Regions from separate parts of the Mus musculus genome. Here region 2 is linked to region 1. Evidence: chromatin contacts called from public targeted proximity ligation data. All regions are on one chromosome and are shown on one strand. The core of a region is the stretch at or near the end of the contact, and the rest is flanking DNA. Distances in the headings are between cores, read along the strand shown. Region 1 holds the start of Kif20b (kinesin family member 20B). Region 2 overlaps Pank1 (pantothenate kinase 1).

Region 1 (3,984 bases), core at 913-3,412:
GTTAGAACCAAATAACAGGAGATCTGTTGGATTTTGTTTTCTCCCCGCCCCTCGTGCCTGGTATCATGTGTCCTAGGCTTGGGATGTTCATATTACTTAACTAGTTAATTCCTAACAATCCTTGATGATACAGATCAAACATTTGCTCTGGTTTCCCCATCACATTCTAAGACAGTTTCTTTTAAAGCACCTGATGTAGTTGTAATTCTGTAAATGTTTTCTGACATGGCTGTTGCCCTATTAGAATTTGTCCTTAAGAGTCTTTGTGCTCACTCTTCTCACCTACTGTCTCTACCACCCTCAAAAACAGTGCACTGCAAATTTCCAACGAATGTTTGCAAAACCAACACATACAAGTGCCCCACGGAGGGCTAAGAATTGTTGGTAACTAGCAAAAGCAACATGACACTGTGAGGTGTGGTAGAAAAATCGGATCCAGGGGGTTAGACTTATCTGAAGGAGCAATGAAAATTGACAAAGCCCATTAGAATCTGACGTCCAGCTAGGGAAGTATGCTAGTACACTCCTATAGTTTCAGCATTGGAAAGAGGCCAAGGCAGCCTGGCCTACATAGAAATTTTGTTTAAAAACAAAACATAAATTCCAGCCTGGGAAGGTCTCTATTTTATTCTTTTCTTTCATATTTACATTTCTTTCTTCATTTTTCCTTCTGGCCTTGTATCTACTTATCTATTCAAATCTACTTATCTTATCTACTATCTTATCCAAACTAGTTCTTCTCAAATTTGATTATTTTGTTTGGGGGAGAAGTGTGTGTGTGTATGAAAGAAGTCAGAGGCAGGGTAGTGGTAGGAGATATAAATTCTGTATCAAGATCGAAAAACACTAAGGTTGTCAAGCTAGTGTTCCAAAAATCCTTCTAATTAAGTGCAATAGCTGAAAATATGATCACAGAAAAGCTAAGGTAACAAAACTTCTTCAACTGATTTTAAATCCCGGTTCCATTTACTTTTCTTCCCCCCCCCCCCCCGAGACAGGGTTTCTCTGTGTAGTCCTGACTGTCCTGGAACTCACTCTGTAGACCAGGCTGGCCTCGAACTCAGAAATCCGCCTGCCACTGCCTCCCAAGTGCTGGGATTAAAGGCATGTGCCACTATCCGGCTTTTTTGTTTTTTAAAAGATTTATATGAGTACACTGTTGCTGTCCTCAGACACACCAGAAGAGGGCGTTGGATCACTTTACAGATGGTTGTTAACCACCATGTGGTTTGCTGGGAATTGAACTCAGGACCTCTGGAAGAGGTCAGTGTTCTTAACCACTAAGCCATCTCTCCAACCCTCCATTTACGTTTGTGCCCATTACTTATTTAGAATGTATTAAATGGGACGGTAGCAATACCTACTTTAAAGGGTTCTTAGCACCAGTCAGACAATCCATTTTATAAAGGTAGTGCCAGCGGAAGCATAAGGTAAATGCTCAATTTACGTTAGCATTATTTTTATTCAAAGTGAAAGTCTAGCCTCAATAGTAAATTCTCGTCATATGAATGTATTAGTAAATTAGCCCTGCACTCAGAGGGTTACTTTAGGGAAGCGGAGAAGGACACATGGGCACTTACATTTTGGGGCACTGCACAGTGCCTCTCAGCGGTAGCTGATTTATGCTTTCAGAAACATCAAAAAGGGGGTATAAAAAGATGAAGGATATGCTCCTAAAATGTATTTTGAGGAAAACGTGTTTCATCCAAGAGGGCCGTCATCGACAAGAAGAATCACTTAAAGAGGGGAGTTAACTTGGTCCCAGGTCGCAAGTCCTTTCTGCCCCGGGGAATGACAGGACTCTGAGGTGTAATAGGAGGAATAGTTTGCCATTCCTCCGCTCCTGGGGGCATCGCGGGAGGCAGTGCGGAGACAGCGGCCTCAGCAAGGCTCGTCATCATGCGGGTCTAGGACGGAACCTGAGACCTGAGTACCGAACAGGTATCGTTAGGGTCAAACCTAATATGGCCCCGAGAAACTCCCAGCTAGGTAGCCCACGAGCGTTGCTACTGCCCCATCGGTCGCCCGGAGCACCGAGTCCCGCCCCCCAGACTTGAAAGCCTTTTCCGGAGGCGGGGGCGAAACTCGGCCGCGAGCGGGTCCAGCCCCCAGGGCTCGCCGGAAGCCCCGCCCACTCCCAGGGTTCAGCGCGGCGCCGAGCCGCCATTGTTTGAATTTGAAAACCGGGAGGAAGTGGAATTCTGCAGGTGGGGAGGCGTGCAGGGACCAGCGATTGCAGTAAGTGAGGAGCTGACGATTTTGGGGGCTCCGAGGGTGGCTGCTTGCACAGAGGGCACGAAGCTGCGACGCCTCGGCCGTGTCAGCGTTGTCGGGGCTCGTGATGCCCGTAGTCTAGGTGCGGGGCTGCTGAAGGTGGGGCTGAGCTTCAGGGAGTTAAGCGAGTTAAGCCTTGAGGCGGAAGACTTCGGTCTGTCTAGGCCTCGGTTTCCTGGTCCGGTAAAGGAGGTACACTTTAGATTCACAGACACTAGTTTTATTAGACACAAAAAGATTTGCCACGTCTGGTTGCCTGAATTCGGGAGGTGAGCAGTTGTTTTGTCACGTGACAAGATCTCTTTCTAGGTTGAGTCCAGTGGGGGCTTTTTTTAAAAAAAAATGTCACATTACTTTGTGGCTAGAAAAGAAGCATATTTGGGTTTTATGTGTATATAAAGGAAATTGAAGTGAGTCAGTTTTAGTCCAGTACTACTTCCGTTGGTCTGTATTTTGAGCCTGTCGTGAAGAGTAAACAAATTTAGATGATTGTCTTTCTACTTAAATAGGGAATCCCGGTGCTAGGTGCTTTAGACTGTTAAATCTGTTTCTTTGAAAAATTAGGAGAGAGGCGACCTTTTCTCTCTGGTATTGTGCATCTGGTAGATGCTTGCTTTCTTTCTTTCTTTTTATTTTTCGAGACAGGGTTTCTCTGTGTAGCCCTGGCTGTCCAGGAACTCACTCTGTAGACCAGGCTGGCCTCGAACTCTGAAATCCGCCTGCCTCTGCCTCTCAAATGCTAGGATTAAAGGCGTGAGCCACTACTGCCCGGCGTGATAGATTCTTAGAAAAAAATTTTTTTAAAGATTTATTTATTTATTATATGTGTGTACACTGTAGCTGTCTTCAAATACTCCAGAAGAGGGCATCAGATTTTTGTGACAGATGGTTGTGAGCCACCATGTGGTTGCTGGGATTTGAACTCAGGACCTTTGGAGGAGCAGTCGGTGCTCTCAACCGCTGAGCCATCTCACCAGCCCCCTTAGAAAATTTTAAATGTTAATTTTTTGGGGGGTGGAGGGTTAGGTTTATCCTATAGGGATTTGATGTGCAATTCAGATTTAATAGTTCAGTGATGGCATTATTCCATATTCACATTCAACCTTGTGATGTGTCAGTTAGTGATTTTCATTGTCGTCATCATCATTATTATTGGAGATTCTGGCTGTGGTACCTCAGGTACCCAGAGTTGCATCCTACTGGGCTAGGACCCAATTCTCTTATTTTAAATGTAAAGTTTATATGCATTATTTCACTTTTTTACTTATAATCGGAAAATAAATAGGAATTTATTTTGCAAATAACCGAGTTTTAGTCCTAAATGTTAAAATTTGGTTTGCAACAATTTTCTGGGAGATACTAAGTAACGAGACTAGCAGAAGATCTTAAGTCATCCCTGCTGTCTCTGCTGTTTGACATGTGAGAGGAGGGTATCAGGCCAAGTGAACAGTTCATATTTTTTTCTTTTGCTAATTGCATTGTTCATGACATGTCTTTGGGTAAATCTACCTAAAAAATTGGATTATGGGCTGGAGAGATGGCTCAGTGGTTAAGAGCACTGAGTACTCTTTCAGAGGTCCTGAGTTCAATTCCCAGCAACCTTCTGTAATGTGATCTCATGCCCTCTTCTGGTGTGTTTGAAGACAGCAACAGTGTACTCATATACATAAAATGAAAAAAATAAATCTTAATAAAATTGGATCACACAAA
Region 2 (3,984 bases), core at 913-3,412, 76 kb before region 1:
GTGTGGCCAGAACAAACTACATAAAACCTAGAGAGCATTACGACTACACGGGTAATCCAGAACCGACCGAGCCAACGGATGCCAGGCTCCAGGAGGAAGAGTCCCCTCATGGTTGGTTAAATCGTGATAAGCACCGGCAACTGAAAATGCCTGACTCTTAAAAGCACAGCACAGATTCCGGAACACTCTGCAAATTAAATAGGAATCTTGTCATTCCTTTGTCAAAGCGTCTGTTGGCAAAGTGTCAAAACAACAGGGGAAAAAAAAAAGTATAGAGTTATGAAAATTCAGCACAATGTTTTATGAGCAGTTTGGGCTAAGATAGAATAAAAATTGAAGGAGTGTATTAATTTAAACAGCAATGGAAATCCGGTCCTGGGGATGGGAGAAAAGGAGCCAGGAAGGGAAGACTGAAGGTCCAGCGCTGGAGCACAGCTCGGGCCTGGAATGAGCTGTCCCTGGGATGATGGGAAGTGGGGGACAGAAGAGGAGGAAGAGGAGGAATTGGTTTTATTTACCTACATCACATCTTTTTTTTTTTTTTGTAAAGAGGATAGGTGGTTGAGAGACAAGGTCTTGCCCTATAGCCAAGGCTAATCTGTAATCTACTACGTAGCCTAGACTGAGCCTCCTGCCTCAGATTCCTTACAGCTGAGTCTGGTCACTGTGCCTCACTTCCATTTCCTACCATCATAAAGGAACACGGCAATGCTCTTCTGCTCACACTGCAAGGTTTTTCCAGGCATGCGTATAAATTGTACTCGTCATCCTGATATCAAGATCTGCTTCAACCCAAGCTTCCCTTACAAGCTACCCTGGCAATGGAGATAGGAGAGAAAAGGAAGGAAGAAGGAAGGACATCCCATGTAGCCGCCAATGCCCCCACCCCACCACCACAGATGGATGGCCAGATATGTAGACAAACTCAACTGTTAACTACTGTGCCTACCAGAACCCGTGTCCATGCTAGACACAGAATGCTAGCATATACCACTTCTTCTTCCTCCCCAAACCAAATGTCATAACCAAAACAAAGCAAGGGGCTGGTCTAACTCAGAGCTAAGAAGCCTGTGTAACTAGTGCAGTGCCCTGGGCTAAACCCCCAGCGAGGTAGGAGGTTGAAAATAAATGCACTGGAGTAATCAACAATAGGAGACCATGTTCAAATTTCACAAGGACACTTCCATAAACAAGTGCTAAGTAAAAATTACAAGAGGCCACTGTTTGGACCTGGCACCTCCCCTACTCCCCAAAATTCCAGGCTGGCAACCTACTTGGAGTCATTCACACGCATCTGAAACTAAGCTATTGGTTTGACCTTCGGAAAAATCTGAATTAGAAAAAGAGTTGGGCCGGGTGGTGGTGGCACACGCCTTTAATCCCAGCACTTTGTAGACCAGGCTGGCCTCGAACTCAGAAATCCACCTGCCTCTGCCTCTCAAGGGCTCGGATTAAAGGCCCACTGCTGAGCTCTCTGGCCTAATTCTTACACAAGCAAGTAACCTAGCTATGAGTTGTTCATACCTACAAGCCTAGCCTTGGACGCTGAGACAGGAAGATTGTTACAAGCTGTGGTCTAGCCTCGCCTATTTATTGAGATCTAGACCAGCTAGGGAATATAAGTGAGATCCTTTTCCTGGGAAAAACAAAACAAAATCAACACGGGAAGAAATGACTTGATGTGAAGGAATGACTTAATGATGTGAAGTTGTCAACTAGATTTCTATTCTGTTTTCCTTTCTCTGCCATGAAGGAAATGACTTTGAAATAATAGGTTTATTTACATTCTATTATATCTGCTTTCAAGGCCCTTTCTGCCTGTAGCAAACACCTTTGGTTGGCCCCCTGGAAAATTGCTAGACTTTAAAATCGAAAACAAAGTCAACTGAGCTCAGCAGCCTTGGGATTTTCGAGAAGGCTCAGTGGGTGAAAGTGCCTGCTACTGAGCCTGAACTAGATCCCTGGAACCCACCCACACAGTGAGAGAGAACCGACCTCAGACCTCCACAGGTGCACTCTGACATGCACACTGCCACCCTGACATGAGATAAATAAATGTATGTCTTAAAAAAAAAATCAATAATCTCAACTGTTGTGATTCTGCCCTTTGACAGCATAAGTAAATAAACCTTTGTTCTTCAAGCGTAATGCCGCTGGGAGGTGAGCGAACAGGCCCCCGAGAGTGAGAGGCAGACCTGGGAGATTGGCACACACCTGGTAGAACAATTATCTGTGACGATTTGTAATGCAGATAAGGAGGACACCTGAAGAAGGAGCTGGCCGACTGAGAGTTTGAAAGTCAAATGTCAGCAGCATGAGCTGGCTCGCTCCAGGTACCACTGACTATATTTTTAAAGTGAAAATAATTGCCTGGTTTAAAAACAAGAAGCAAAGAGGATGTGGTCACTAGCCAATCGCAGCGGGATGCAAAGTCGGGGGGGGGGGGGGGGGAGGGAAGAACACTCCAGAAAGTGTGAGTGGAAGTCTCTGTGGTGGCGCTCGCCTGTCCCAACCCTCAGTAGGAAGTCTGTGAGGTGGCGCAGGCCTGGAGGAGTCCCAACACTCAGCGTGTGGAGATGGAGAATCAGAAACTCATGACTACCCTCAAAACCACAAAAACAAAACAACACTTAAGAAAATAATCAACAGGAAATATGAGCAGGACAGAGAAGGAGAGCCCAGGAGTCACTGCAGCGCAATGTCTCCTCTCTAAGCTAACCACTTTAGGTGGGTGGGCACATTCTTGAGCATGCTCAGTTTCGGGGCATACTTCAAGAAGGAAGAATGGTGGACGCACTTCAAGCCACGTTTACCTCCAGGTCTGGGAGTAACTGTCTAAAGGGTTAAAATGCTTCTGGGCATGCTCACCCGGTGCCACAGTTTTAGCTGAAGAGGGATAGAGTGATTTGAAGGTATACTGTTAATACTAAAGTCGGTCTGTCATGCCTCATGGCTGAGAGTCAGATACACAGAGCAGGGAGAAACCATCCGATGAAAACCAAGTCTGAAAAGGCCTCTTGGTGACAAGGTCCACGAGCACTTAATGCTTCCTAATTCGGTGACCCTTTCAGACAGTTCCTCATGTTGTGGTGACCTCCAACCATAAAATTATTTTCACTGCTACCTCATAACTGTAATTTTGCTACTGTTATGAGTCATAATATCTAATATGAGTCTGATATGCAAAATATATGATTTGCAACCTCTCTAAAAATGTCATTTGACCCCCCACCCCAAAGGGGTACATACCCTCAGGTTGATAACCTCTGAGTTAAGGTGATGTTCTTTTTGTTTTGGGTTGTTTGTTTGTTTGGTTGGTTTGGTTTTGAGTTCAGCCCTTGGATAAGAACTGGGGCTAGGATGGGGGTGGGAGAAGCTTATAATGTCAGCTCCCAGCAAAGTCAGACTGATCCAAAGAAGCAGCCATTGAGTCAAAAGAAGCTTAGAGGAAGCAAAAATCACATGCAAGCAGCAAACTCAAGGCAGGGAGTGTTACCGGGCGGGTGGTGGCGCTCGCCTTTAATCCCAGCACTCAGGAGGCAGAGGCAGGTGGTTTTCTGAGTTCGAAGCCAGCCTGGTCTACAAAGTGAGTCCCAGGACAACCAGCCAGGGCTATACAGAGAAACCCTGTCTCAAAAAATAAATAAATAAATAAAACAATAAAACAAAACAAACAAACAAAAAACAGAAGGAGGAGGAGGAGGAGGAGGAGGAGAAGGAGAAGAAGAAGACAGGGATTTGCTATAGGGATGTGGAAAGGGACTGGAATCTGAGGTACGAAACTGATGAACCATATGAAAAGGTGTACAGCCAAGGAAAGACTGTGCGTGACACCACATAACCAGGAAAGTGGCTCAAGACTATAAGGAACTTGGATTCTCTAAGTCAGAAAGCAACAGATAAAGGTGAAGGGCAAACTCTCCAGCGTTTTGTCCAAGGACAAAATTCTCTACCATGGGGGGCAAGGGGAAAAAATTCCAGAGC

What was found.
Region 2: a contact with region 1 is called in a targeted proximity ligation map of the HPC-7 cell line, with 9 times the contacts expected there. A contact is called at or near these places in 16 of 39 promoter capture datasets (the C10 cell line, the HPC-7 cell line, HPC-7-derived erythroid cells and 9 more), 32 of 484 Hi-C or Micro-C datasets (B cells, the Ba/F3 cell line, CD4 T cells and 18 more), 13 of 130 datasets of targeted methods (the 230-238 cell line, the HPC-7 cell line, the NIH/3T3 cell line and 7 more) and 3 of 9 other capture datasets (adipose tissue, liver and pancreatic islet).

What each region holds. Positions count from the first base shown.
Region 1 is chr19:34,920,196-34,924,179 of GRCm38.p6, forward strand. Kif20b (kinesin family member 20B) reads left to right here and starts at 2,163. Exons shown (of 32, transcript NM_001362434.1): 1 at 2,163-2,238.
Region 2 is chr19:34,844,134-34,848,117 of GRCm38.p6, forward strand. The region is part of intron 1 of Pank1 (pantothenate kinase 1); the gene reads right to left. Among named protein-coding and RNA genes, the nearest start is that of Mir107, 25 kb to the left of the region's middle.